Regions from separate parts of the Mus musculus genome. Here all the other regions are linked to region 1. Evidence: chromatin contacts called from public Hi-C, Micro-C and promoter capture Hi-C data. All regions are on one chromosome and are shown on one strand. Each heading gives the region's core, a stretch centred on a gene start, on an enhancer-like site or on the middle of the called end of the contact. The rest is flanking DNA. Distances are from core to core; before and after follow the strand shown. Region 1 holds the start of Ppp4r4 (protein phosphatase 4, regulatory subunit 4). Region 2 has its middle 21 kb from the start of Serpina12. Region 3 holds the start of Btbd7 (BTB (POZ) domain containing 7). Region 4 overlaps Serpina3n (serine (or cysteine) peptidase inhibitor, clade A, member 3N). Region 5 holds the start of Gon7 (GON7 subunit of KEOPS complex). Region 6 holds the start of Gsc (goosecoid homeobox). Region 7 holds the start of Serpina3i (serine (or cysteine) peptidase inhibitor, clade A, member 3I).

Region 1 (3,840 bases), core at 1,088-3,587:
TTTACCCTTTAAAATTATTCAAATCATTTGTATTACTGTGTTTATACATATCTGCATAATATAAGTTGATTCTAGCAATGTACTGTAATCCCCACCCCACCCCCGCGCCCAGCACCCAAATGGAGACCTTTGTGACTGAAGTAATGTAGAATCATCAGAAGCATATATAGCGACAACATAACCACTTGTCTCAAGCTATTCTGTAGAGCCCACGAGATGGTCTGAAACTTAGAGAGTAGAGTCAACTTAATTTAAAAAAAAAAAGAAAAAAAGAAACTTGCAAGCAATATAAAGCTCACATTACAAAAGTAATAATAAACTATATTCTGAGCAAAAATTCATGTTTTTGAATTTTTCTATATAGTATTGCATACAATATCCATTCTCTACAATAAACTTAAAATTTTAATCACTGGGTACCTTTAAATCTTATCTATGCTTACTGACTCGTGCATGAGCATACTTGGAAAGTAATTTCAAAAGGATGTGATTCAATTCAAACCATTAGCTGCTCTGCAGTTCCTCCTCCAGGCAGTGTTCTTTAAATTAGATATGTTATTTGATTCCAGTTCTCAGATCCATAAGCCCAAACCTAACATAATTCATAACATAATTGTGATGCATGCAAAAAAGTACCCTGTTCAAGGGGAACAGTCCGTCTGAACACCCTCAGCAACTGAGACATGACATTTCAGAAACAGCTCATGTTTGCCCAACAGGCAAAGGGCAGCAATTTGCAAGAAAGAGTGAGACCTACCTGAGCAGATAAACAGCCCTGTCAATATCACTGAGATCTTCATCAACAGTCAGTCTTTCTATTTCTTCTGGTGTCTGTCAAGGATAAAATGCAAATTAGGCACACAAACATTTGGTCACTGTTGGCTCCCAAAGACCCTTGAAGACCCTATTGGTAAAAATTCACAATTATAGCAATGACAACTAATCTGGAATCTGAGGATTGTTCTACACCATATTAAACACAGATCTCCAGTTGAGTGCTGAGAGGGGGGACTATCTGTACTCTTCTGCCTTATAGACTGTAGGACCTCAATGGAATCAACTTCATTACACATACATACCACATGTGAACATATTTACCTATATATTCACATATTTTTTTGTCTTCAACGCAGTACCCCAAGCCGCTACAACATTTTCCACACTGGGAAATGCTTTAAAGGGGAGTTGAATAAAACAGAAAGGACAAGCTTTGTAGCTCCTGTTGGGAACCGAATGAACTCAGACGGAAAGAAAATCAAAGGCTCTAGAAAGGTAATGAAGAACTGGCAAGAAGGGTAGGGAAGGGGCCCATAAACTAGGTTTGTCATCTGTGAGGATGAGGGTTGAAACCCCACAAGGCTGGAAAGATGACTCTGCGGGGTTGGGGAGCGAGGTAGGGGGGGAAACAGAAGGTTGACTCCCCTCAAGGGGGCTGGGGAGCAGGGTCCCGCCTACAGTCCTGGAGGACCTGGGAGGAAAAGGATGCATGGTGACTCAGGATGGGAGGCAAGGGTTGAGGAGAAGCTTTCAAACCCTAAACTAGGGCGACTCTGGGAAGGGTGCCTCTCCTTGGAAGGTGAAGGAGGCCATGCTGCACGGGGAGACCCAAGCTTGATCTTATGCAGAGGTGGGGGTAGGACCGTGAAAGGATGGGACCTGAGACGTCCGGGCGAGAGATGGAACTAGGGCTGTGTGAAACCCAGGATGGGCCAGCGACCAGAACCTGGGACAGCACCACGGGCTGAGGAGCTGGCTGCGGAGGCTGGCCCCGAGAACAGCGGCTTGGCCGTTCCTGGGGGAGGCCGGAGCCGGGTGGGGCGCAGGGCTGGCCGCAGTCGGGGGACCAAGTCGGGGGGGCCCGGCTGATTCCAGTTAGTCAGGGGCAGGTTGATTTCAGTTCGGAGACTGGGCTGGCCGTAGTCAAGGGACCCAGCCGGCTCCAGTCAGAGGAAGGGACTAGCCTCAGTCAGGAGGCAGGGCTAGCTCTAGCCAGGGTAAGGGACTGGTTCCAGTCAGGGGTCAGGGACAGGCCGACCCTTGGCTGCGGCAGGGAATGAAGCTCTGAAGCGGCTGCGGTGACAGGGCGACTGGCGCTGGAGCGCCGAGGGGCAGTCGGACGGCGGGCAGCCCTGAGGGGAGCGTCTCTCGGTCCCGCGCACCTTGAGGCTCCGGCGGACCGGCCTCTCGATGATGGTGAGCTCCTGCAGGTCCTCCATGTAGCCAAACAGGCTGTTCTGCCCGAAATCCATCGCGACGCCGGCGTCGGGCGGCGGCGGATGCATGGACCGCCGAGGGGCTCCCTCGCCGGCCCGCCCGAGCGGCCCCGGGATGCCGGACGCGCGCAGCCCCGCGCCGCCCACCAGAAGGACTCTCTGGTCCCGCTCTCGGCCGCGGGGAAGCAGAGCAAGAGGCCGCAGGCGACGAGAACACGAGCGCGGCGGGAGCCGGAGAGCAGCGCACCGAGGGGGCGGGGCGGGTGGAGGGGGCGGGGCGGGTGGAGGGGGCGGGACCAGAACAGGGAGCCGCCTCAGCGGCCGCCTCGGCCCCGCCCCCGCCCGGGGTCTGCGCGCGAGGTAGGACGCAACTGCCGCGCAACGACGCTCCCTGGTCCGGCTCCCTGGGCCCCCGCCCCACCCTTATGGGGCGAGCCCCGCCCCTCGGCGCGTGCGCAGAGCTCTCCGCGTCCCCAGGCGGCCAGGAGGCGGGCCGGGGGCGGGAAATGGGCGCGGGCAGGCTGAGCCAATGAGAGTGAAGCGGGGGAAGTGTGCAGTGTGCTGGGCTCCTCTGCACCTGTGAGAGTGACTTTCTGGTTATTTGGTGGCTGCTCTGCTGGCCTGCTTCTGGTGTAGACAAGCCCCTGCTAACTCAACTCCCGGCCTAGGGACCCTCGAGTGGCCAAATCAAGCTGGTTTAGTGCCTAGTGTGTGCCTGAGGATAGGAGACAGGTATATGCGAATACAGTTCTGCAGTCCTGACGTTGGAAGAAGGAAAATGTCCCAAAATGCCTTCTTTAAAAAAAAAAAAAAAAAAAAAAAAGACCTATACTGAATCCTGAAAAATCAATAAGGATTTACTAAGAGAGGTTACAGCCAGCCCTTTCGGATAAAACTTGGGCCATGATGAGTGCAGCTCTTCTTAGAGAACTGGGAGGTAGTGCTTAGCACAGTGGGTAGAAAGAGATGTGTAAGACCTCGGTGGAGCACTACCTTGCTCTTGCTCTAGGGGAGCACATTGATTCAACTCGCTTACATTTGGTTCTAGTCAAAATAAGACAGGGAAGGGTTGGAGAGATGACCCAGTTGTTAAAAACACTGGCTCCTCTTCCAGAAGACACAGTTTCTATACCTAGCGCTACTGTAGGGACTAGTAAACCCCTGAAAGTCCAATTCCAGGGCCCTCTTTTGACCGCCTGACAATACGCAGACGTGCACAGCCATTTACATAGGTAAAAGTGCCACACCTGACACTCAGTTCCATCCATTGGACACAGTGAAAGAAGGGACTGAGTCTTACAAGTTGTCCAATGACCTCCACACTCACTCCATCTTACAGGCATGCACACACACACACCACACACATGATGTCTCAAAGAGTAAGAACACTTGCTGGGCAGTTCTAAAGAAATGAATTCAGATCCTAGCACCCACATTTAATAATAATAATTTTTAAAAAGCCAGCATGAGCCTGTAACCCCCACACGTGGGGGCTGAAGACAAAAGGACCCCAAGAGCTTGCAATCTGCCTTCCACTTCCATGAGAGACCCTACCATGACGGAGAAAAGCAGGGCAAGACACTGGATAGCTTCCTCTGGCTTCTTCATGAAACAAACCATTAGCTCT
Region 2 (3,386 bases), core at 497-2,996, 530 kb before region 1:
TCTCTCTCTCTCTCTCTCTCTCTCTCTCTCTCTCTCTCTCTGTGTGTGTGTGTGTGTGTGGGGGGGGGGTTTCTAAGAGAGGCACAGTTGCTGGAGTAGCAGACAGTCCCCGATGAGATGGTCAATCCTTAGCTTGAGTGTGATTTTACCCTCCCTCTGAGAATAAAGTGAATAGATAGTAAAGACAAAATCAGCAAGGGGATATTCAGTATTTTTCTGATGCCATAATAAAATTCCATAACCAAGACATTTTACATAAGAAGGAATTTATGTTGGCTTAAGGTTCCAGGGGCATAAGGGTTCATTATGGCAGGGAAGTGTGGCAGCAGGAACAGGAAACTGATAGATTATACCTTCAACCACAAGCATGACGCAAAGAAAGTGACCTGGGATTGGAGAGAAGCCTCCCTCAGAGACAGACTTCCAGCATGGCTGCTTCATCAAACCCCCAACAAACAGCGCCACCTACTGGAAACTGAGTGTTCAGCGGCCAGAGACAATGACAAACACTGCCTTTTTGAATCACCACAGAAGGCGAATCTATGAAGCTATGTAAACATAAAAGTATAGATCGCCACAGAAGGCGAGAGCGGGCACAAAGTACTCGCCAAACCCTGTGGGCAAATGCTCTCATTCTGAAACTCTTGGCTGGCCTCCTGGGTAAGCCTCAGGCAGATCAATCCTGTACAGAATGGGTCCCTGCAGAAAGAAGCGGGGTCTCCCACCCCTGCCAGGTCCTGAATGCTAGAGCGGCAGGTCTGGTTGTTTCCGTGGGGGCTTGAGGGCTCCCTTCTTTCTCTCCTCCTTCTTCTTTTACTATGCTTTTCAAGTCTTTAGGTTTCCGCTTCCGAAGATCCCTGTTGGCTAGGCCTTAGCCTCAGTCTGACTGGAGCCAGACTCCAATCACACATATACCCAGTTATACAGAGTCAGCTGGGCCTTAACTGATTCTCCCTCTCCCCTTTCCCCCTCCCCTTCTCCCTCTCTCCCCCTCTCCCTCTCTCCCCTACTCCCCTTCCCTCTCCCCTTCTCCCTCTCTCCCCCTCTCCCTCTCGCCCCCTCTTTCCCCTCCCCCTCTCTCCCTCTCCCCCTCTTCCTCTCTCCCTCTCTCTCTCCCTCCCCCTCCTCCTTCCCCTTCCACTCCCCTTCTCCTTCCCCTCCCCCTCCCCCTCTCTCGTACATTTATACATGTGTGTGTGTGTACATGAGTACATGCAAATTATGCATAGAAGAGGGGCAATCAGTAGAGAGCTGTCAGACCTGGAAATGGAGAGAGAAAGCACACCAAAACCTGCACATGTTCTTAATCAACCCATAGACCTGGTCCAGTGTCACCATGGGCTATAGCCGATCATGGCTATGGCTGGCAAAGTCTGGTTTCTTTCACTCTCAGGGTCCTCAGGCCCAGCTGCTCCAGAGTTCAATGCTGAGAGCCCTTCTGTGGCTGCTGGCTAGGATGGCCATGGTAGGAACTATGGGGCAGGGGGGCTTCTGCCAGCCAGTGACTGAAGGCCAGCATCTCTGAGGTTTGGTTCACTCTCTGGATCTCTGAAGCTGAGAGAATCTTGTCAGTGGTAGCTCGGGCTGCCTTCTGTTACATTCTTCACTGGATAAAAACAAGCTTTGTTTGGGCTTAAGTTTTCTAGAGAAAAATGTTGCAACAAAGAGTCATTGTGAATCACAGCCCCAATCTGGTAGTGTATGTATCCAGACAGAAGAGGCACTCGTGTCAGAGGGTTAGTGTTAGTGACTCATCCCCAAGGAACTAGTGCTAGCCTGAGCCTTGCCTGTCAGGATTCTGAGCCCTTAACTAACTATTGGTGGTTCCCACAGCTTCATCTTCTGAAGCGTCTTGGTCGCAACTGCACAGTTGCTGACTCTTCAATTGCCTTCTCCCTGCTGCTCTGTTGGTCAACTTCCCAGAAGGCTTTGCTCTTCATGAAGCAGCCCAGCCCACTTGGCTGTGATGAAGACTGCAAGCCGACAGTAAAAGATGTGTAGAGAAACCTTTATTTGAGACCCAACGCTACCACACCAGGGAACAGCCACTGAAAAGAAACCTCTCATATTGACCCTCAACTACTGAAAACCAGTCTGCATGCAGAGCCAGAAAAGGGCGTGTGGATCCCTGGCACATAGCTTCCAATTCAACCGCAGCTTAGATGATATGCACTGTCGAGTTTCTCATCAGTGCCAATCACAGGCTTTCTGCTGAGTCATTGGAGAGGAAAAACATAGCTCCTCCCATCCCCAGTGAGAACAGCTGCAAGCTGGGAAGGGTCTATCAGCTGTCAATCAAATGGCTGACTGGCTTACTTTTGACAATATTTGCTCATTTAAAACCTCAGAAGAGTGCTTATAATGTACACCACACACAAAATTAACATTCTCAACAGTGCTGAGTGACCATCGGAGCACACACTGGCAGGTTCTCCACTTGGAAGCCAAGACAGGAGCATAGAGAGTTCCAGGCCAGCCTGGGCTTCACAACAAACCCTGCATCAAAGAACAATAGCAACAAAATAGTACTTAATTCCTAGCCAAGATCCCAACCCTGGCCCTTTTGGGAACTGGATCTCCCAGATTTTTTTCCCTGGCTGAATTCCCTTCTTCTGCTCCTCAAGGGTCTCCAGGTCTGACTAGAGCCAGCTGTACCAGCAAAAAGCTCACCCCAGTATGGATGACAACTTATGAAGACACATCCCTGGACTTCCTGTCCAACTTGTAGGCAGCCCCACTAAGGAGCATCTCCTACCCACTCATTCTTTGCTGCCTTCATTGCTTAGGTAAGGACCTGCGACTCTTAGGAGTCTTATGAGATGAGCTCCCTCTCAGGAGCCACGTTTTCATTCTAAGTGGTTGCTGAAGATATGAGGACAGAGAGGAGATGGCTCTTTGGAAGAATAGAATACTGAGATATGATTAAGGTGAATGTAAAGGCATGGTAGGTCTTAGGAGGGAGATATGCAACCCCCTACACACACGCACACGCACACACACACACACACACACGCACACACACACGAGGTATGCTGAAGTCTTAACCTATATACCAGCCCCTCAGGATGGGATCCTATTTTGAAATATTGTCTTTGCACAGGAAAATTATCACAAGGTGATAAGATGGAGCCTAATCTAGTATGGCTAGATAATATGGCTATTGTCCTTCCAGAAAGGGGACCTTGAACTCAGAGAAGACAGCTATAGGGTGGTGGAGGCAGAGGTTGGAGGGATGAAGGATGACGGGCCACCAGCACCAGCTGAGGAAGCACAGCCTGGCAATGGCCTGGTGGTCACTTCTCCTTGCCAGAACGATGACATGTTGGTGACAGTGACACTGCAACACCCAGTGCTGTGCTTTGTCAGATGCCTCGAAGCCACATACT
Region 3 (3,519 bases), core at 234-2,733, 650 kb after region 1:
TCCCAGAGAAGTGGAAAAGGGTACATTTATTGGACCAAGTTCCACAAGCTCTAACTTGACTATCATGACCCATATATCAGCAATGTTGCACACAGTCAACTGAACGAAGTCGGTCATCAAGCAAAGTGGATTGATGGGCCTGATGATACACACCCTTGTAATCCCAGTGCTTTAGGTGGAACTAGGAACAGTTCAAGGTCAATTTCAGCAAGCCAAAGTTTAGCCTAGGCTACATATGGGTCTCAATACAAATACTTTTCCCCTCCCATACCCCAATCCATTGAGAAAGTAAATAAGTGTTAAGGGCTGGTTAAATCTTTAATTGATTAGGTTAAATCGAGTTAATTTATTGAGGAACTAAGGACAGGAGCTTTTTATTCAGAAGTCCTTTTTAAAATGACCATAAAGAGGCCCAAAACATGGAACAGTGATTTAAAGCACCTGTTGCTTTTGCAGAGGGCCTGGGCTCGATTCCCAGCACCCACATGGTGACTATACCACCATCTGTGACTCTAGTTCAGGGGATCTGTGGGCACCCATGTGGCGCACATACATTCAGGCAAAACATTCATACACATAAAAAATTAATCTAACACTATCAAAAAAAGAAATGTAACAGGAAAGACTAGGGAAAGACGGAAAACGCAAATTCCTGAAGGACACTGCCTGGATTCTTGGCTTGGCTTGCCCGCTTCCCTAGCTGTAAAACAGTGATAATAACGCGGGTCCCAGCTACCTCAAAGGGCAGTTTTGGCATCCAGACAGAAACCATGTATTTAACTGTGTTTTGAAAACTGTAGGGCACTCCATAAATGTAAGCCGTTTTTGTTACTGCCTCGCTGTAATTATGGCAAAATCACAAACAAGGGCTGTTTATGGAAGAGATCTGGCTCTCCCATGGGGGGCACTGTGAATTCCATCAGCCTAGTTCTTTGTTACTGAAACTTTTCAGTATCTTTTTTTTCTCAAATACTAGGTAACTAGCAAAGTACTACATATAAAAGTACCAAGAAGACAAAATAGTTTTAGAAATTCTTAACAAAAAAGAAGCCACAGAAACGCAAAGTCGGCCAGGAAGGAATTTTCCTCCGGATCGCAGTTCTTTTTGAGGCAAGCATTTTATGCCAACACCCGGTGGGTGGCGGCTGCCCAGAGGAAACGAAACAGTGGAACTGGCCTTCCCCTGCATAGCGATGATTATTCCATTTAGATACAAAGAATAACAAGCTACAATTCCCGGAGCTGTGCAGGATGCTGCAACAAGTACCCCGCGCCCCTTCGCACCTCCCTCGGGCAGGCAGAGCCAGAAGAATGCGCGCGCACTCGCCTCTTGGCCTGAGCCCCTGGGAACGCGCCTCCCTAGCCTGCCCCTCCTCCCCAAGCCGGCGCGCCGACGTCGGGTCACGTGACGTGGGCGAGCCGACAGCGGGGGCGGGCGGGGCCGTCCGGCTCCGCAGAGCGGCGCAGGCGCGCCAGGGCCGCGCGAGGCGAGCCCCTCCTGCTCCCTGTCGGAGTCAAAATGGCGACGGGGGGAACCTGGAGTGGTCCCGGAGCCTAAGCCACTGACAGGAGAGGGGAGGGCGGCGGCGGCGGCTGGAGGAGAATGGCCGCGGGGGCTGGCGCCAGTGCGGACGACGGCGCTGGGGGCGGCGGCGGCGGAGGCGACGGCAGCGGTCCCAGCAGCAGTCGCGGCGGGAGGAGCCTCCGAGGTGAGTGTCCCTCGGTGTCCGAGGCTTGAGGAGCCGTCTCGCCGGCCCCGCGCGGCCCGGGACGTCCGGCTGCCGGCAGGGGCGGTGGTTGGGCGTGGTGGCGCCTCGGCCGAGGCCCGGACGCCGCGGGGTTGCCGAGGCGCTGGCCAGCTCGGCCGTCTAGGGCCCAGCGCGCCGGCGGCGGCGCGGGACGGGGGCCTCCCGGTCCCCGCGCCCTGAGGGGCGGGCCGGACAGCGCGCCGCCGAGCGGGCCGTGACCGAGGCGCGGCGCTCAGGGCCGGAGGGCGCGCGGCTCCCCCACCCCCGCCCGGGTGGCCGCCGGGACGAGCCCCTAGCGCCGGGCTGCGAGGGGCGGGACCCGCCGCACCCTGCGCTCGGGAACCCACACCCGGCGCGGACTCCTGTTTACGGGCTGCGGGGTGGGCGTGAGGCCGCTGGGGAGGGCCGGAGCTTGGGGGGGAGGGGGGAGCAGGCCTGGGGAGGACCACTCCCCGCGGGCGAAGTGAAAGCGTCCCGGAGTGAGTGCTCTGGGAGGACCGAGACTGGCGTTGAGCTTTGACAGGTAGGTGGGGGAGACAATACGGAGCGGAGCTTCGGCTGGAGCCGCGGAGGCTAAGCTAGCTTAGCTCCCGGGAGGACTTGGCGAAAGGCGTGCCTACCTTCCCTCCTGCTCTGCTGTTTCTCCCTTCCACGCACTCACACTCTCGCTCTCGCTCACACTCCAGGGTGAGAACTTTCTCGCCGTCTTCGGAGAAACTCCGAGGAGTGTTGTATCCGCTTTGAACCACCACAGCGCCTCTCCCATACCAGCACACATAATAAGTACTCTGGAGTAGGCCGAATTTGCAGAGCAGTCTCGGTTCTCTGGCCCAGGGCACTGGCCCCTCGGCTCAAGCTTCTTACAGTGACGGAGCAAGGAAGAAGCGTTTTTTGCAGATAAATTAGCTTTTCCAGCAGACGTTATCTTTTGTCTCTGCGTAGCGTCTATGGCTCACCCATTACTCACATTGTCTTCTTTGTAAGTCTGGAAGAAAGACTTGAAGTTATATGAACCGTACATTCTTCATAGCAGCTGTGATTCGACTGGTCTTGGAATTTTGGAGTCAGGAACACCTTTAGAGATTGGGCGTGTTCTAAAGTGGGGGAATTGGACGCGGAAAGGTGCGATTCTGTGGGTCATGTAGCTGGGGAGGGGTGAGACCTAAACTAGGATCTCGGCTTCTGCAGGTGAGGAAGAGCTCTTTTCACTCCACTCCAGCACTACTGTTTGTGGGTAGCTTTCACCACCGCTGCTCAGCTCAATCCCTAGGCCGTTGCACAGTAAAGTTGAACACAGAAACGAGTATCTCTCTGTGACCCTCGCAGCTACCTCAAAATAGCTGCTAAAGAGGCCAGCCCACCCAACACCATATTTAATAAAATTTAGTAACATTTCACTTGAAGTTTTCTTAGGTCCATAACTATATTTTCATCAAATTATAGCCTGGCTCATTCTTGCGTGGGTTCGTTCTTTCTGTAGTTCTGTAAAACCTAACTCCTATTAGTGTTCTCTGTCCCAACATGATTAAGATTAGCGTCTCAAGTTCTTTGTATCTGGCTCTAACCTTAAGATTTAAAACATTGCTTTTCCAGGTTATGCTGCCTAGTCCCCTTCTCTCCTTTATTTGGGCTTCAGAATTTTGTATATAATGTGTCACAGGTCAACTTTCAGAAATATGATAGAATCAAGTGATTATGTTTTCATATTTTACTCACAGTACTCAGGTTATGTACACTTATTGAAGGTCTGCTCTGTGTTTTCATTATTCCA
Region 4 (3,834 bases), core at 35-2,534, 880 kb before region 1:
GGCAGAGGCAGAGGCAGAGGCAGAGGCAGAGGCAGAGGCAGAGGCAGAGGCAGAGGCAGAGGCAGAGGCAGAGGCAGAGGCAGAGGCAGAGGCAGAGGCAGAGGCAGAGGCAGAGGCATCTCTTTGAAGCCAGCCTGGTTTACAGAGTGAGTTCCAGGACAGCCAGAGTTATGCAGAGAAACCATGTCTCAAACAACAACAACAACAACAACAACAACAACAACAACAACAACCACCACCACCACCAACAACAACAAAAGGTTCCCAAAATCCAAACAAACAAACAAACAAACAAACAAACAAACAAGAATTTTTTTCCTCTTCTCCCCCATATAGTTCTGGGAGCTCTCAGTGTGGCACAGCTGTCAGATGAAGGGAGCTGGGTGGGTTAGGTGTCTATACACAGCCCTTTCCTCAAACAATAAAATCCCTCAAGCTGCTTGTCAGTGACAGAAAAGCCAAAATGGTGACCCTGGACCACAGTAAAACTGTCACTAATTACATCCACAGTCTTCATAGATGGGTTTTTCTTTTGGGGAGAACACTGGAATTTGAACTCAGAACCTGGTACATAGAAAATGCCCTAGCACTGAGTCATTCCTGAGCAGGTGTGTAATGTGTGTCTGTGTGTTTGTGAATGTGTATGTGTGTACACGTGTGCACAACCCTCTTCTTACATTTTTGTTTTGCTGCAGCGCCTCACTAGGTTGCCCTACTGACCTTAAACTCCCTGTCAGATTTTTCCTCCTTGGCCCCAGAAGGTGGAATGTTCCAAAGGATACTAAAATGTGCTTCTATTTCTCCTCGCTGTGAAAGGACAAAGCCAGGGAAGTGGCAAGGAGGGATTGCAGCTGGCCAAGTCCTCCTCAGCAGGCCTGGAGGTGACAGAGAGGAGCTCTACTCCCCACCCCCACAGACTCTGGGCAGAGCCTGGTGTCTGCGACTCCATCTTTGACAAAAGTTCCCCTGCAGCTGGGCCTTTCCTCTGCTGCCCAGCCCTTTCACATCCTTAAAGCTCAGAGAACCTCCCTCAGGTCTCACATTTCATTCCTGCCTAGGAAGGTTTTCCAGTGTCTAGTTTTAAGCTATGTTAGTCACTGCTCAACAGATTGCATGCCCATTGATGAGTCATCCCCTCCCTCCTCCCCTTAGCTCCTGACAACCGTTAGAACATCCTTTATACTCACGAATCCTCCTGTTCTGGATATCACATGTCTGTGACTCACATCACACAGGCCCTACTGTGTCTGGCTTCTTTCCCTGTGAGCATATTGGCAGGCTCACACACAGAGTGTAGGAAATGGCACCGCCCTCATTTGTCTAATGTAGTAATAGTGTGTGGCCTGAGCAAACTCTGCTCATTCATGCATCTGTTGGGGGACCCTTGATTCACAAGCCCTTTGCCAGCTATGAGAAGCATGGTGGACGCTGGCTGCAGTGCCTGCCATGTCCTTGCTTCCTGTTCCTCTGAGTACCTGCCTAGAGTGAGATTGCTGCATCAACCTCTCCAAGGACGATGCACCATTCTCCAATTCCTACTGCTGCATAGGAAGGCTTGGAATTCTAGCTCTCCTAGGCTGTGACAACCACACATCACCTAGAAGGACAGTGCTGTAGAGGGTTCATCACCAAGGCAATTTACTGGCCAAGAGACAGGGGACCACTCTGCCCCTAGGGAATGAGGAGAAGTACACCCTAATATCTAGGTTTTAGACTCGCATGAGAGGTAGATTCAGACTTTGGCCACAGGTTCCAGACCCAGCTCATCTCACAGGCAGCATTAGATGCATTCAGCACCAGGCTCCTTAGACACCTGGTCTGAGAGCAGAAAGGATGGAGGGATATAGCTGGATCATGTCAGTACCCATGGAGTGCATGTGGTGGTCAGTTTAAGGTCTCAACTGACACTTAGGCACATTGTAATGGTTGGGATACTGGGCTGCTTTCAATAGAGGCCCCCATTCTTATCTCAATCCAAGGTCTTAATGGTGTAGCATCTCAGTGCTGGCCAGGGAAGGGATCATGTGTGTGTGTGTGTGTGTGTGTGTGTGTGTGTGTGTGTGTGTGTGTATGAGTGTGATTCTCTGCTGACCACAGGTCCACCTGTCAGTGTGTGTTCTTAGGTCCCTTGAGACTCAAATGTATCCCAACCTGGACAGCTTTCCCTCTGCCTGCAGGCCTCTGGCTGTTTCCAGGCTCCCAGGATTCTCCTTGGACACCACCCAGCAGCCCACACGAAAGCACCTTGGCCTCTGTCCCAGGATACCTTCCATCTGAGCAGAAATACTTAGACCTTAGAACAGAGCTCACATCCTGGTCCCAGGCCCCTTGTGCCGTCTTGAAAGCATCCAGAGTCTTGTTTTATCACCCACCTGTTCACCACCACTGTCAAGCCTTAGGAACAACAGACTTCTCAGCTTGGTGAAGGTTGGCTGTGTCTGAGGCGTCAGCAAACTTGGAATACCATAATAACTTAGCTGTGTGTCGGGGGAAATGGCTAAGCTTCTCTGTGCCTCAGTTTCCTCATCCATAAAGGGACTCATAATAGCACAGAGGCCAGAGGGCCATCCCAGGAGTCACAGAGTGTGAGTGACAATCTCTATGTGCCTGTTGTCATTAGAGGCTACCCCTTGCCAACAAGAGAACACTGCTACATTCAATGCAGTTATATGTTTATTGATCTTTTGCTCCTACCTCTTTATTCTGGTTGGTGGTGTTCCTCTTTTGTGTGAGGTTGGTCAGCTGGGAACTAAAAGAAAGGCTACTTTGTTCTAAGTAGGAGTGCCAGGGGAAAGGAGCTGCTCTGACCCACAGGCCCCATGCAGCTGCAGAAGTGAGGGCTCTAACTCTGTGCCAGATGTGGACAAAGTGAGGAGATCCTGCAGGGGGGCAGTGCTGGAGGCAAAGCCTGGAGAAGTGAAAGAGTGAGGCAGACTGGGCACCAAGTAGTCCTAGATGCTGCAGATAGACACGGGGCAGCAAGCTTTCCTCTTGGTCCATATGGGTTGGCCTGTAAGGTTGCACAGTCCCATCAAGACAGCAAGGCTGAAGGGAGACATAACCAGAGTCTAAACTGGGACTGAGCTTACTTGATGGGGCCCAGGCTTTTGGGTGGAGGCAGATACAGGGAGAGAGCAGGGGTAGGGGACAAGACAAATTTCAGGCTCAGGAACATGGGCTAGTGCTACCAAGAAGTCTGGGAGCATGGCACTGACTTCCCACAGGGATGTCTGTGCATGAGGTTATAACACAGTTAGTCACTATCTAATCCAGGCATGCCAAGGCCAAGCAGAGCATGGAAGCCAAAATGCACATGGAGACCCACAGACAGGCTCAATGCCTGGCTCCCGGGAAGAAGCGTCAACACTTGGGGAGTTCTAGTCTCATTTGGGGTTGGCTATCTTGGCTATAAAGGGGGCAATTTCAGTTTCTGTGTCAAAGATCATTATCAGGAAAGGCCGATTGAAATATACAGTCAGAGGGTACAGTTTCGCAGACATTGGGACAAATTTGACTCCAGTGGCAGCAGCTGCTTCTGTGCCTGTCTCAGCCACGTCCAGCACAGCCTTGTGGACCACCTGTGGGGAGAGAAACACATCACTCAGTGGAGACCAGGGAGGGTAGGAGAGTGGTCTGGAGCAGGCAGTAAGTGCTGGCCTCATCTGCTGGGAGGAATTTCCTTGTTCCTTCCCTGGGCTCTAACCCTGCATTTCCAAGTCTCTGCTCAGGGTGTGAGATGAGGCATGCCCTTGTTCTGCTTAGTGTCTGAATCTGTGTTGTCCTCAAATCACTACAACAGGAGGACAGGAGCAGGCAGTGGCAGGAGTTTCCTCA
Region 5 (3,541 bases), core at 202-2,701, 770 kb after region 1:
GCCAGGAGACCCAAGAGAGCTGCATAAACAAAACGGCTGCATTATTTAGGGAAGGGAAGCTGGGGGAAGGGTAGCCCGGCTCCTGGGCTGGAGAAGTCTGGGAAAGTGGATTGGGTATGTCTGCCAGGAGAGTCCCGGAAGGGACAGAAGGGCAGGGAGAACCAGGAGGCCACCATCGGCTTTGATATGTTAAATAGGCACAACAGCAGAGTCCAGGGTTTGAAACCTAACAATGATCCTCCAAATTTAAATACCAGCGACCATGCTGTGACTACTTCTGGGATACAAGATTTATTCAACAATTTTACAGTGCAAACCCAACTTGGTCAACGAAGACAACTAGTATTATGACTTCAGTCCACGCCACACCATAACTCCAAGTCCCTTCACTCCTACCCCAGTCTCCCACTCCACCCATGGGCATAGTTAGCCTGTTTCCTTCCACCAATTCTCATCCTTGTTGTTAAGTTTCCTTCCTACCCACCCTTTTCCACGTTAGTACTTAAATGTACAGTATGCGTCACTAAACACTACATCTCAGCCCCTCAAACTCTCTCGTTCAAAAGGTCCCACAAATGCCAAACAGATCCTTTTCTCCTCTTGGCTTTCCAGTCCCCAGAGAGAGGGGATGTCACATAGCACATACACACGAAACTTCATTTAACCAGAAAGGGGGTGAGGTGGGGGCAGCTAGCAGTTAAACTAGACTACAGGAGTGTCCGGAAGCCGAACCTCACCGGAAGATTTTCAAAGCCGGCCCACTTTCCCTTTACTTTTCCCCATCTGGTCCCTAATTAAGATTCTTGGGCGGTGGGAGAAGTGGAGCGAAGAATATCTGGGTTTGAGAGATCACGAGAACAACCTCGTGAAAAGCAGGCCACCAAGAGGCGACAACTGGAGGACCGGAGCCTGCAGTGTACCATCAGCGGAACCGAGGGACAGCCCTGGTGGCGACAAGCTGAGGATGAAATGGCAGCCGGGCCGGGGCTGTAGAAGCACAGAGTAAAGGGCCGCCGTGAGTGGGCCCGGCCGCGGCCAGCGGGAAACAGACAGGACGGCGGGAGCAGCCGGGCCGCGCGCACCTGCGAGTAGGAGCACTTCTCCGAGTCGCTGCCGCCCAGGACGGCGCACGCCTCATTCTCCAACTCCTCGTCTTCCTCGAGCACGTCCACCAGCGACACCACGGGCTCCAGCTCCGCCTGGCACTCGGTGGGGCTCTCGGCTCCGGCCATCCTCAACTGTCACCGGGCTCCGCTGCGTGGGCCCAGGAGGAGGCGGGAAAAGTGGCCGCCGCCAGGGGCGTCGCGAGAAGGCGGGGCCCCGTGAGGAGGCGGAGCCCGAGCACCAGACAGCCAATCCTAAGGAAGGACACGGAAGAAAATGGGCGGGCCAATTTCGGGAAATCGGAAGTCATTCCTCCTCCTCCTCGCCTCTCCCGCCCGCCCCGGCCGCAGGCTGGCTTCCGCTTCCGGGTGGCGTTTCTCCGAGGCGCGCTGTTGAAGCTGAGTGGTCGCCATGGAGCTTTCGGGCGAGTACGTCGGTTGTGACGGGGAGCCGCAGCGGCTACGAGTGTCCTGTGAGGCGTCGGGAGACGCGGACCCTCTCCAGAGCCTGTCGGCGGGCGTGGTCCGGATGAAGGAGTTGGTAGCGGAGTTCTTCGGGACCCTAGTGGAGCAGGACGCGCAAGGCTTGGCGGAAGATCCGGACGACGCTTTGGATGGTGAGCGCGGGGGCGGGGCGCCGGGGGACACTGGCGGGACCGGGCAGTGTGAAGGGCAGGCTAGAGAAGGCGAGCCCCGGAGAAGAGGAGCAATCGCTTCTAAAAATCCTTAGAACTCGCTGCCCTCTTTGTCTGATATCCCACCGCCCCCCGTTTTTGCGACTTTTCCCACCAAAAAAAAAAAAAAAAACCGTGGCGAGCGTTGGACTAGGGACTGGTCAACGGACGAAGTCAGCTTGACTCCCTTGCAAAGAACGCAAAGGATTAAGATAGGCAGAGAAAGTGGCGGTCTGTAACCATTGCTAGCTGGCACGAAGACCCGAAAGGGCGGGAAGGTAGACCTGGTTGTTGAAAAACGGAAAGGAGTGAAATTAGAAACGAGAAAACGTGTTTGACAGAATGAGGAGAGCTTCGAATGACCGAGGCCCACTTTGTTTTAGGGAATCTTAACCCTCTCAGTTTTGTAGCTATTGTTTCGAAAGTAAAAGAGTTCTTTTTAGTTTAGCTTTTTGGTATTCTTAAATTAATTGATCGTTTCATTCATGTATTAATGCATTCAGGTCATGGTCTCTATCCCCCGCTGAACCCTTCTCGACAGGGCTCCTCGCCTTTCTTTCCGGCCTTTTTTTGTCACTGGATTTATTTAAGGATATTTGTATGATATTTACTGGAACTAGGGCAACACAGCAGTGACTAGACCACTGAAGAAAAACAATGACTCCCCCGCCCCCCATTAACCGCCAACCGCTCCTCTGAGAGGGGTGGCGCCTCATGAGCCCCCCCCTTCCTTGATGGAATGTTTACGTTGCCATCTTGTGCTGCCAGAGTTTAAGGGCTATATAATGTCCGAAAGCACTACAGCCCTTCCCGTCCTCTTACTTTCTCTCACCCCCTCTCCTGTTGTAGAAATTAACTGTTAATTTTGGTGGCTTGGGGTTTGTTTGCTTTTAAAGATGGATGTTTACCTGCATGCTTGTCTGTACACCTCTTATGTGCAGTGCCTTCGGAGGCCAGAAGAGGGCATCAAATCCCCTGGAACCAGAGTTACAGATAGTCAAGAGGGTGCCTCGTACATGCAGGGGAAAAGTAGGTGGTGCTCTTAACCACGGAGCCATCTCTCCAGCCCTAGCTCTGTTAATAGGAATAAAATTATTTTGTAGACATTGTCACCATGTAACGGTTAAACCAGCCTCGCTTTGGATTTGCAGAGACCTGCCAGACTCTGCCTCAGCAGTGCTGGAATTAAAGAAATATGCCACCACACTCCACTGTTGTTACATTTATTTCTAATCTTGAATTGAACACCAAGATAGATGTTTCATTGTTCTGAGCTAAGGAGTCAATTCTTCTGCAGAGGAGATTAAACTTCCGTATTCTTTATAATATAGTTATTGGCTGTCATTAAAAGGAACAATAAGGGGCTGGTGAGATGGCTCAGCAGTTAAGAGCACTGACTGCTCTTCCAAAGGTCCCAAGTTCAAATCCCAGCAACCACATGGTGGCTCACAACCATCCATAATGAGATCTGACGCCCTCTTCTGGTGTGTCTGAAGACAACTACAGTGTACTTACATATAATAAATAATTTTTTTAAAGAAACAATAAAAAGTATTAGCTAGATGTATTATTCACGGTTCTTCAAAGGAGCAGAGCTGATAGAATAAGTGTGATATAAAGATATTTATTAGAATGGCTTATGGCCTGTGATCTGAGTAGCCCAAAACTGGCAGTCTCCTGACAGAAAGGCTAAGCATCTGATAGTTGTTTGGTCCATGAGACTGGATGTCTCAACAGTCCCAATCATGTACTGGAGTTCCTGGA
Region 6 (3,560 bases), core at 381-2,880, 940 kb before region 1:
GCAATGATTCTCTAACCCAGGAAGAGCAATAAGGAGAGGTCCCAGGATCTCCTCCAGTGCCAGGGAGGACTTAGCATTTATTGTACGGCTTTAGACAGCGTTGAAGTTATCTCAGACTTATCAGTGAGAGAGGAATCTCCACAAATGGTATGGAAGTCCTCTACCCAGGTCTCTCCTGGAGTAGCTGGAGAGTGGCCTGCGCGATGGCGGTGCAATTCCCGGGCTGGCACCGGGACGCACGACTTTGGGCCTCTGTTTTCGTTCTGCCCAGAGGGTCGCCTACCTTCCCGCAGGTCGCCCAGCCGCCAGCGCGCAGATCTAGGCTGGCTGCGCCTCCCGCGGTTCGGCCGTGCCTCACGGAGAATCCCGCAAATCATCACGGCCGCCCGCAGTGGCCCGACTTTTGTCCAGGCCGCTGGGGTCCCCCGGAGGCCAGCGCGGGCCTGGAAGGACAGCTAGAGGCCTTTCGGAGAGCTCGCTGATTGAGAGAGGGACGCCACTCAATATGTTGAGAAAGGAGACAGGCAGTCCCGGTAGATCCCACGAGAATTAAAGCCAAAAAAATTTTTTTTGGGGGGGGGGAAGGCACCCCTTCTCCCAGACTAATAATCAAAAATACACAGAACCTATCGGCACCCACGCGGGAAGCCTCTGGAAGCATCGCTTCAGAGCGCTCCTCTGGGTGGTGAATTTTAAAGACTGGCTGAATTTGCTCTTCACTGGTGTGTTAGGAGCTAGGGAGAGTCAGGGTAGTTTTCAGACCCAGAGTGACCGCTTTAAGAAGAAGAAGAAGAAAAAAGACAACTTGTACGAAGGCGGACGCGTTTCTACTTTCATGGTTTTTGCTCTGAGAAAATTTGGCTTTCGCAAAAACAAAAGATTTTGGGAAAGAGACGGAGGGGGGGGTGGAGAAGTGAAATTAGGCAGTGAGTTCACGGGGTAGGGGGTTGGCTGCGGGGGGGGGGCACTTTCAGTCTTAGTTGAGGGAGGACACAGCCACCCTCATTTCTTAAAAGCAAACAGATTCCGAAAGAGAGTAAAAAGTAGTCCTAAAGTAAAATTAGCCACAATGAATTTGAGCTACAACCATAGGAAATCGCACCCCATAATAGAGAGAAAAGGGTCGGGGCGGAGAGGTCGGCGGCGGAGTTGTTAACGGCGGCAGGACAATAGTATTAATAAGATTAACCTGGGCAATTAGGCCGCCCGCCCAGCAAGGCCGGGGCCGCGCCGGGGCTGCCGAATGGAAAAGATTAGGTTAATTTCATTAATTCTCAATCCACAATCTTTTTCAGGCCCTGTGGCCCCCCTCCTCTTGGCATCTCTCCCCCTCCCCTGCAAGCGCCCCCCGCCCACCCCCACCTCCCCATTCCACACCACCCAAAGGAAAAGAAAAGGACCAAATCTGGTTCTGTTTGTCATCTGCATATTACCAGGAACTAAATCCAGGATGACGTCGACTCAGTATAAAACCAACAAGAGGTTGAGCCGGTCGGAGCTGCGTCCTACCCGCGGGTTGAGTTCAGCTAGGCGGCGGCGAGGGGAGGAGAGGGCGGGAGGAGGGAGTTCGGACGCAGGGGGCGGGGAGGGGCGCGAGTTGCGCGCTCGCCCGCGCTCTCTTTCGGTTTGCTCGCCCGCGGGAGCAGAGAGTGGGACAATTCCCAACCCCCACCCCAAACAACACCACTTGGAGACTTCTTCTTCTTCGGCGCGTCCCCGCCGCCCCCCGGTCCCGACGCGGGGCTCGGGGATGCCCGCCAGCATGTTCAGCATCGACAACATCCTGGCCGCCCGGCCGCGCTGCAAAGACGCGGTGCTCCCGGTGGCGCCCAGCGCCGCGGCTCCGGTGGTCTTCCCGGCTCTACACGGGGACTCGCTCTACGGCGCCGGCGGCGGCACCTCCTCGGACTACGGCGCCTTCTACCCGCGCCCTGTGGCCCCCGGAGGCGCGGGCCTCCCGGCCGCGGTCGGCAGCTCCCGCCTGGGCTACAACAGCTACTTCTACGGGCAGCTGCACGTGCAGGCGGCGCCCGTGGGCCCGGCTTGCTGCGGGGCTGTGCCGCCGCTGGGCGCCCAGCAGTGCTCCTGCGTCCCGACGCCCCCAGGTAGGGTCGCGATCGCTCGCGAGCCGGCCTTCGCCACTGCGGCAGTCGGTGGCTGCCGGGGCATGGACGCGCGGTTTGCTTGCTTTACTCACCTGGCACCAACTTTCTCCCTTTGCAAGCCTTCCCCGTTCTCCCATTTATTTATTTATCTTTTACTTTTAATTAATTAATATATTTTTGGGTCACCGGGTACGGGGACTTTGCATACGTCTACTGTAAACTTTAGGTTAGAGTTTAAAAAGCCGAGTCACCGGGAGTCTCGGGGCGACTCCACGCGCGCGCGGGAATGAAGTGAGGACGCGGGGAGATTCTAAAGTGCCTGAACTGGCTTTTGGATGTGTGCAGGCAGACGCTCCTTCCACGTCTGGGCATCCCTGGTCTCGGTGCCCCCCAAAGACATAGCGCCCCTTGCAGACTTTTTTTATTTTTAAGTGAGCGAGGGCAGCGAGCGGGTTGGCTTACGGTGCCGAGGGAGGATGACTGACTCCCGTCCCTCTCTCTGTCGCAGGCTACGAGGGCCCCGGTTCTGTACTGGTGTCTCCGGTGCCGCACCAGATGCTGCCCTACATGAACGTGGGCACGCTGTCGCGCACTGAGCTGCAGCTGCTCAACCAGCTGCACTGTCGGCGGAAGCGGCGGCACCGCACCATCTTCACCGATGAGCAGCTCGAAGCCCTGGAGAACCTCTTCCAGGAGACGAAGTACCCAGACGTGGGCACTCGGGAGCAGCTGGCCAGGAAGGTGCACCTTCGGGAGGAGAAGGTGGAGGTAGGCAAGAGCCCCAGCGGGGGTGGGCTGGGGTGGGGGCGTCTAGCGGTCCTTCCCTGCACGCGGCTTTTGCCGGGTCCTCCTTTGGGATGTGGCCACTCTAAGAGCATCCCAGAGGCTGTGGCCTGGAGGCTGCCCGAGGGTACTTTAGGCCCAAGAAGGAAAAGAGGAAGCGTGGAGGGTGCTTCTCCTTTTGTTGGTCTTGAGCACAGCGATTGCCTGCGGATTTCTCCCTGCCAGGCTAAGGTTCCACGGTCAGGCTGTCCCCTGGCCACGCGGGGCCACCCGGTGCCCTGGTGTCGGTGGGCAGCAGCCTTTAGGTCACCACTGTTTGGTTGCGCAACAGGTCTGGTTTAAGAACCGCCGAGCCAAGTGGAGACGACAGAAGCGATCCTCCTCGGAGGAGTCAGAAAACGCCGAGAAGTGGAACAAGACGTCCTCAAAAGCCTCGCCGGAGAAGAGGGAAGAGGAAGGTAAAAGCGATTTGGACTCGGACAGCTGACGGCCGCGGCCGCGGGCCGGCCGGGGCGCTTGCCTGACGCAAGGACTTGCACAGACAGTCGATGCTACTTGCACACACCCTGCCTTGCGGGAGGGGGTCGAGAAAGCAACGAGGAGCTAGCTGTAAATAATGTACAGGCCCAGGACTGCTGGGGACAGGCGCGTGGGGACCGCAGCCCCACTGTC
Region 7 (3,410 bases), core at 671-3,170, 730 kb before region 1:
ATCACCTAGTTCTCTTATCTGGCCTGTTTTATACTTGGTTGCCTCTGTAACCTTCATAGAAGATGCTCTGGCCTCTCTAATGGCAGTAGCATGTGCCCTGCTTCCTTTACCAGTGTAGGAACTCTGTTACTGTAAACACGTTCCTAATAGAGAACCATTATCCAGAGAAATGAAGAGACTGCCAGGGTCACCATGAAAGGAAGAGAAAAATGTGGGGCTGTGCACCAGCCTGTGTTATATTAAAGTCTCCTCTCACGTTTTTAGATTGGCATAAGGATTCACTGGGAGGCAGAAACCATCTTCCATTGCAATTGTGTGCCAACACCTCAGCACCCCCCTTTAGTCTGGACTCAGGGAAGGAATCTCAGGCCAGTTAGGTAGGACAGGACCCACCCCAACCTATAGGCAACCTGTCCAAAAAATGTCATTGCACTGAGCTGGATCCAGTGCGTGTTTCTGGGAATTCGGATGTCAATTGACAGGAAGGACTGAAGATTTCTGCCTCAGTGTCAGAGCCTTGGAACCTCTGAGAACAGGTGCCAATTAGAAGGACCAATCGTGGAAGGTTCTTTTACTCCTACCAAGGTACCACCTGGTAGTTTATACCTTAGCTCAAAAAGGCTTTCTGATGGGACGAAAACTGAGTAGAGCCTAAATCTATCCCTCCGGGATCATATTTTATTCTTGCTTTGAGGATTTCTGTGTAGTAGCAATCCGATGAGTAGACATCTCTGGGCAACCTGTCAAAAGGCACAGGTTACATAATTAGTAATAATATCTATATTATATAGTATCTTCAACATGGGAGTGAATGTGATAAATGTCCAAAGGGCCATCTCCTCCATACACACATGTCCTGGGAGTTGCAGGCACCATGAAAGACTACAACTGATGGCTTGTGATCTTTTTAAAGACAGGGCTCCTTTTCAGCTTCTGCACAGATTGTAGGAGAGGTCAGAGGAAATGCAGATGCCATAGGGTGGAAGGGGGAGGGGGAGAGAGAGGAGTGGACAGGAAAGAGGACAATGGGAAAGGAAAAGAAAGAATGTGGAAGTGGAAGACAGATGGGCTGGTGGATGGGAGGCTGAGGGGATAGGATGAAGGAGCCAAGGGGAAGATGGGGTGGAGAAGAGACTGGGAGAGTTAGGAAAATGGACAGTAGGGGAGAAAGGTGTTTGGGCTTTTCCTCATGTCCCCAGGCACTGGCATGCCTGCTGAGGAGCCAGGGTTTTCAGCCACCTTCACTGTGTCAGACTGAGGCAACCATTTCTTTGGAAAAGCATCAGATAATACTTGATTTCAAGGTTATTTCCACAGAACACAGGCTACTCTGTTGGTGGAGCAGTGAAATGAGTCAGTAGCTGAGCAGTTGTCTTATCCCCCTGTCTAGGACAGAGTGTGGCCCTACTTTCTGCTCCATGGAATTTACAAGGGGAGTGGGGTCCCTGAACCTAAGGCCTCTGCAGTCTGGTGGGAGCATGGCAGTGGTGCTGACTCTGCAAATGGACTCTAACAATCCTGTCCCCTCCTGGCTTCTACATCAGCACCTGCATTAGCAAGGTCTCAGTATGGACCTGTGGAGGGTCAGAAGGAGCAGGCTCCATTTGCTTTCCAGGGCATAGCTCATGGCACCAGCAACTTCCATAGCCATGAAGACCCAGATAAGAGTGAAGATGTTCAGGCACTGCAGAAATGTTCCTGGAGTCCAAACTCATGCCCCAGATAAAAATCCTCACCCTCCCCAAACCAAAACCCTTGGTCATAGACAATACCACACAGCCTGTGAAGCCTTCTTCTGTCCCCAGAGAGAAGGTATCAGGGCCTTACCTGCAGAGCTGAGCCAGCTGCCAGTGTCTGTGATAGCTGGCTCCTGGTGGTCAGAGTTGCTGCCTTCCTGGTCTGTTGTTCTCTCCACTGCATGCCCCCACCAAGGACTCCTCCCACTTCTTAGGAAATGCTGATGAATACAAGCTGTGCTCTGGGCTCTGATGGGAAAAGGACAGACTGGGTGATTTCTGGGAACAAGCACTTACAGGTTTTATCTTGCAGAGCCATTCCCTGCTGGGAAAACCCCTTACTGTTCTAAATACAAACCAATGGGTGAACTAGTGTGGCTACCATGCCTATAACTGTTCAAAGGAGACTGTGGAATAAGGATGTGTAGTGAAGGCAAAAAGACAGAGCACAAACACAGACCACATTTCCCCAGGAGATATAAAGCTAACACTTGTCTGGTGTTTCTAATTCACTTCAAAAAGAAAACCATTCTGTGTCCATGCTAGCACATTTTTATAGGGAAGCTTGCACATTAATAAACACATTCCTCAATGTTGACAGGCTTTAGCCTGCTTCTATATAAGTGTCCTGTCATGCTAGAATGGGTACATAAAAAACAGAGACATGCTTTGCACTGTTTGGCTATCTGACATCTGAAGGGAAGCTGCCTGTGTCTGGCAGTGGAGGAAATCTGAAAGGTGTCTTTGTCTGCAGAGACTGACTGGCTGTTGACAGTTTCAGTTCTGTAGAGAGATTGGAGCATGGCAGGTCCTGACAGAGGCTCATTATCACCTTATCTTGTGATAAGTTCTACCTCTATGGAACACCCATGCATTACCTGCCTGTGTGTCAGAAATGACACCTGTGACAATAGGATCTATTAACTTAGCAACCAGCTAGCTGCAACCCAGGAGCAGCATGGAAGCAGATGATGACTTGAGTCTAGAGAGAAGCTTTCCCCATGCTGATGCAATTGACTCTCAGGTATCCACCCATGCCTCTTAAACTTGCCCAGGTTTGTGGCTTTCTTTCTTTTGTAAAGTCATAATGATTTTGTAGAAGTGATTCCTCATTGAACATGGAATTTGGGTGATGGAAATCTGTGTTCTCTGACAACTGTCATGCAAACTGGCTCTAGAATGAAGTATCCCTTACTCTTTTTAGGATGAGAGCTGTGGATTTTTTGTTAACAGTGGGGTGAGGGATTCACCAGCATGTGTTTGGTCCAAAGCTGCAGTCCCCAAAATGGAAGTGCAGGTCCTAACAGGGAGGATTCCTGATGCCTAAGGAAAGCCTCAAGTTGGCTCTACACACACCAGGAAAGAAGATGGCCAATGGTGTATTCTTGTTCACCAGGAGGAACGTTAACATTGCCATAAATATCAGCTACTTCAGGCAAGGGACCTAGTTCCTATTCCACGCAGATAGCCTGAATCATCTCAAAGCACCCTACACTGCTGTCATTTCAAATCTTTTTTCTTCTTTCAGATGTTGCTTCTTCTCTCTGCCTGCAGGCATGAGAGAGAGAGAGAGAGAGAGAGAGAGAGAGGGAGGGAGAGAGGGAGAGAGAGACAGAGAGAGAGAGAGAGAGAGAGAGGGAGAGGGAGAGAGAGAGAGAGAACCTTGCCAATGTG

What was found. Promoter capture Hi-C pulls out the DNA fragments that hold promoters and counts their contacts. A called contact is a pair of places that touch in the nucleus more often than the background predicts.
Region 2: a Hi-C map of adipose-derived mesenchymal stem cells shows a contact between it and region 1, with 2.8 times the contacts expected there. The contact joins the enhancer-like site here to the promoter of Ppp4r4 in region 1. A contact is called at or near these places in 4 of 484 Hi-C or Micro-C datasets (the HL-1 cell line, adipose-derived mesenchymal stem cells, cerebral cortex and 1 more).
Region 3: a promoter capture Hi-C map of pre-B cells shows a contact between it and region 1, with 5 times the contacts expected there. The contact joins the promoter of Btbd7 here to the promoter of Ppp4r4 in region 1. A contact is called at or near these places in 1 of 39 promoter capture datasets (pre-B cells) and 2 of 484 Hi-C or Micro-C datasets (embryonic stem cells and pre-megakaryocyte-erythroid progenitors).
Region 4: a contact with region 1 is called in a promoter capture Hi-C map of second pharyngeal arch cranial neural crest, with 5 times the contacts expected there. The contact joins the enhancer-like site here to the promoter of Ppp4r4 in region 1. A contact is called at or near these places in 18 of 39 promoter capture datasets (the 3T3-L1 cell line, 3T3-L1-derived adipocytes, the C10 cell line and 11 more), 1 of 15 datasets of contacts at CTCF or cohesin (pro-B cells), 10 of 484 Hi-C or Micro-C datasets (the 3T3-L1 cell line, the G1E-ER4 cell line, the HL-1 cell line and 7 more) and 1 of 115 datasets of contacts at active chromatin or transcription factors (astrocytes).
Region 5: a contact with region 1 is called in a promoter capture Hi-C map of pre-B cells, with 3 times the contacts expected there. The contact joins the promoter of Gon7 here to the promoter of Ppp4r4 in region 1. A contact is called at or near these places in 1 of 39 promoter capture datasets (pre-B cells) and 1 of 484 Hi-C or Micro-C datasets (muscle stem cells).
Region 6: a contact with region 1 is called in a Micro-C map of embryonic stem cells, with 4 times the contacts expected there. The contact joins the promoter of Gsc here to the promoter of Ppp4r4 in region 1. A contact is called at or near these places in 2 of 39 promoter capture datasets (hippocampal neurons and liver), 2 of 484 Hi-C or Micro-C datasets (both in embryonic stem cells) and 1 of 115 datasets of contacts at active chromatin or transcription factors (stem cell-derived neural progenitor cells).
Region 7: a contact with region 1 is called in a promoter capture Hi-C map of embryonic stem cells, with 4 times the contacts expected there. The contact joins the promoter of Serpina3i here to the promoter of Ppp4r4 in region 1. A contact is called at or near these places in 2 of 39 promoter capture datasets (the 3T3-L1 cell line and embryonic stem cells).

The regions. Positions count from the first base shown.
Region 1 is chr12:103,531,062-103,534,901 of GRCm38.p6, reverse strand. It overlaps Ppp4r4 (protein phosphatase 4, regulatory subunit 4), which reads right to left and starts at 2,337. Exons shown (of 25, transcript NM_028980.3): 1 at 2,160-2,337; 2 at 758-831. The coding sequence starts at 2,282.
Region 2 is chr12:104,063,536-104,066,921 of GRCm38.p6, reverse strand. No RefSeq gene overlaps it. Among named protein-coding and RNA genes, the nearest start is that of Serpina12, 21 kb to the right of the region's middle. Within about 2 kb of position 1,746, at least 103 of the 459 cell types and tissues checked have an H3K27ac peak or open chromatin away from gene starts, as enhancers often do. A contact at or near this core is called in the HL-1 cell line and adipose-derived mesenchymal stem cells, where this site is marked.
Region 3 is chr12:102,876,406-102,879,924 of GRCm38.p6, reverse strand. Btbd7 (BTB (POZ) domain containing 7) reads left to right here and starts at 1,483. Exons shown (of 11, transcript NM_001377026.1): 1 at 1,483-1,709.
Region 4 is chr12:104,413,156-104,416,989 of GRCm38.p6, reverse strand. It overlaps Serpina3n (serine (or cysteine) peptidase inhibitor, clade A, member 3N), which reads right to left. Exons shown (of 5, transcript NM_009252.2): 5 at 2,661-3,578. The coding sequence ends at 3,384. Among named protein-coding and RNA genes, the nearest start is that of Gm24334, 4.3 kb to the left of the region's middle. Within about 2 kb of position 1,284, at least 100 of the 459 cell types and tissues checked have an H3K27ac peak or open chromatin away from gene starts, as enhancers often do. A contact at or near this core is called in the HL-1 cell line, palatal mesenchyme and uterus, where this site is marked.
Region 5 is chr12:102,755,720-102,759,260 of GRCm38.p6, reverse strand. It overlaps Gon7 (GON7 subunit of KEOPS complex), which reads left to right and starts at 1,451. Exons shown (of 2, transcript NM_001142938.1): 1 at 1,451-1,720. The coding sequence starts at 1,516. Gm20604 (predicted gene 20604) reads left to right here and starts at 1,451. Exons shown (of 2, transcript NM_001142939.1): 1 at 1,451-1,720. The coding sequence starts at 1,516. Ubr7 (ubiquitin protein ligase E3 component n-recognin 7 (putative)) reads right to left here and starts at 1,286. Exons shown (of 11, transcript NM_025666.2): 1 at 1,083-1,286. The coding sequence starts at 1,232.
Region 6 is chr12:104,471,306-104,474,865 of GRCm38.p6, reverse strand. Gsc (goosecoid homeobox) reads left to right here and starts at 1,630. Exons shown (of 3, transcript NM_010351.1): 1 at 1,630-2,105; 2 at 2,614-2,873; 3 at 3,220-3,560. The coding sequence starts at 1,751. The coding sequence ends at 3,375. Gm10000 (a long non-coding RNA gene) reads right to left here and starts at 1,336. Exons shown (of 6, transcript XR_381874.2): 1 at 284-1,336.
Region 7 is chr12:104,261,632-104,265,041 of GRCm38.p6, reverse strand. It overlaps Serpina3i (serine (or cysteine) peptidase inhibitor, clade A, member 3I), which reads right to left and starts at 1,920. Exons shown (of 6, transcript NM_001199940.1): 1 at 1,828-1,920; 2 at 607-740.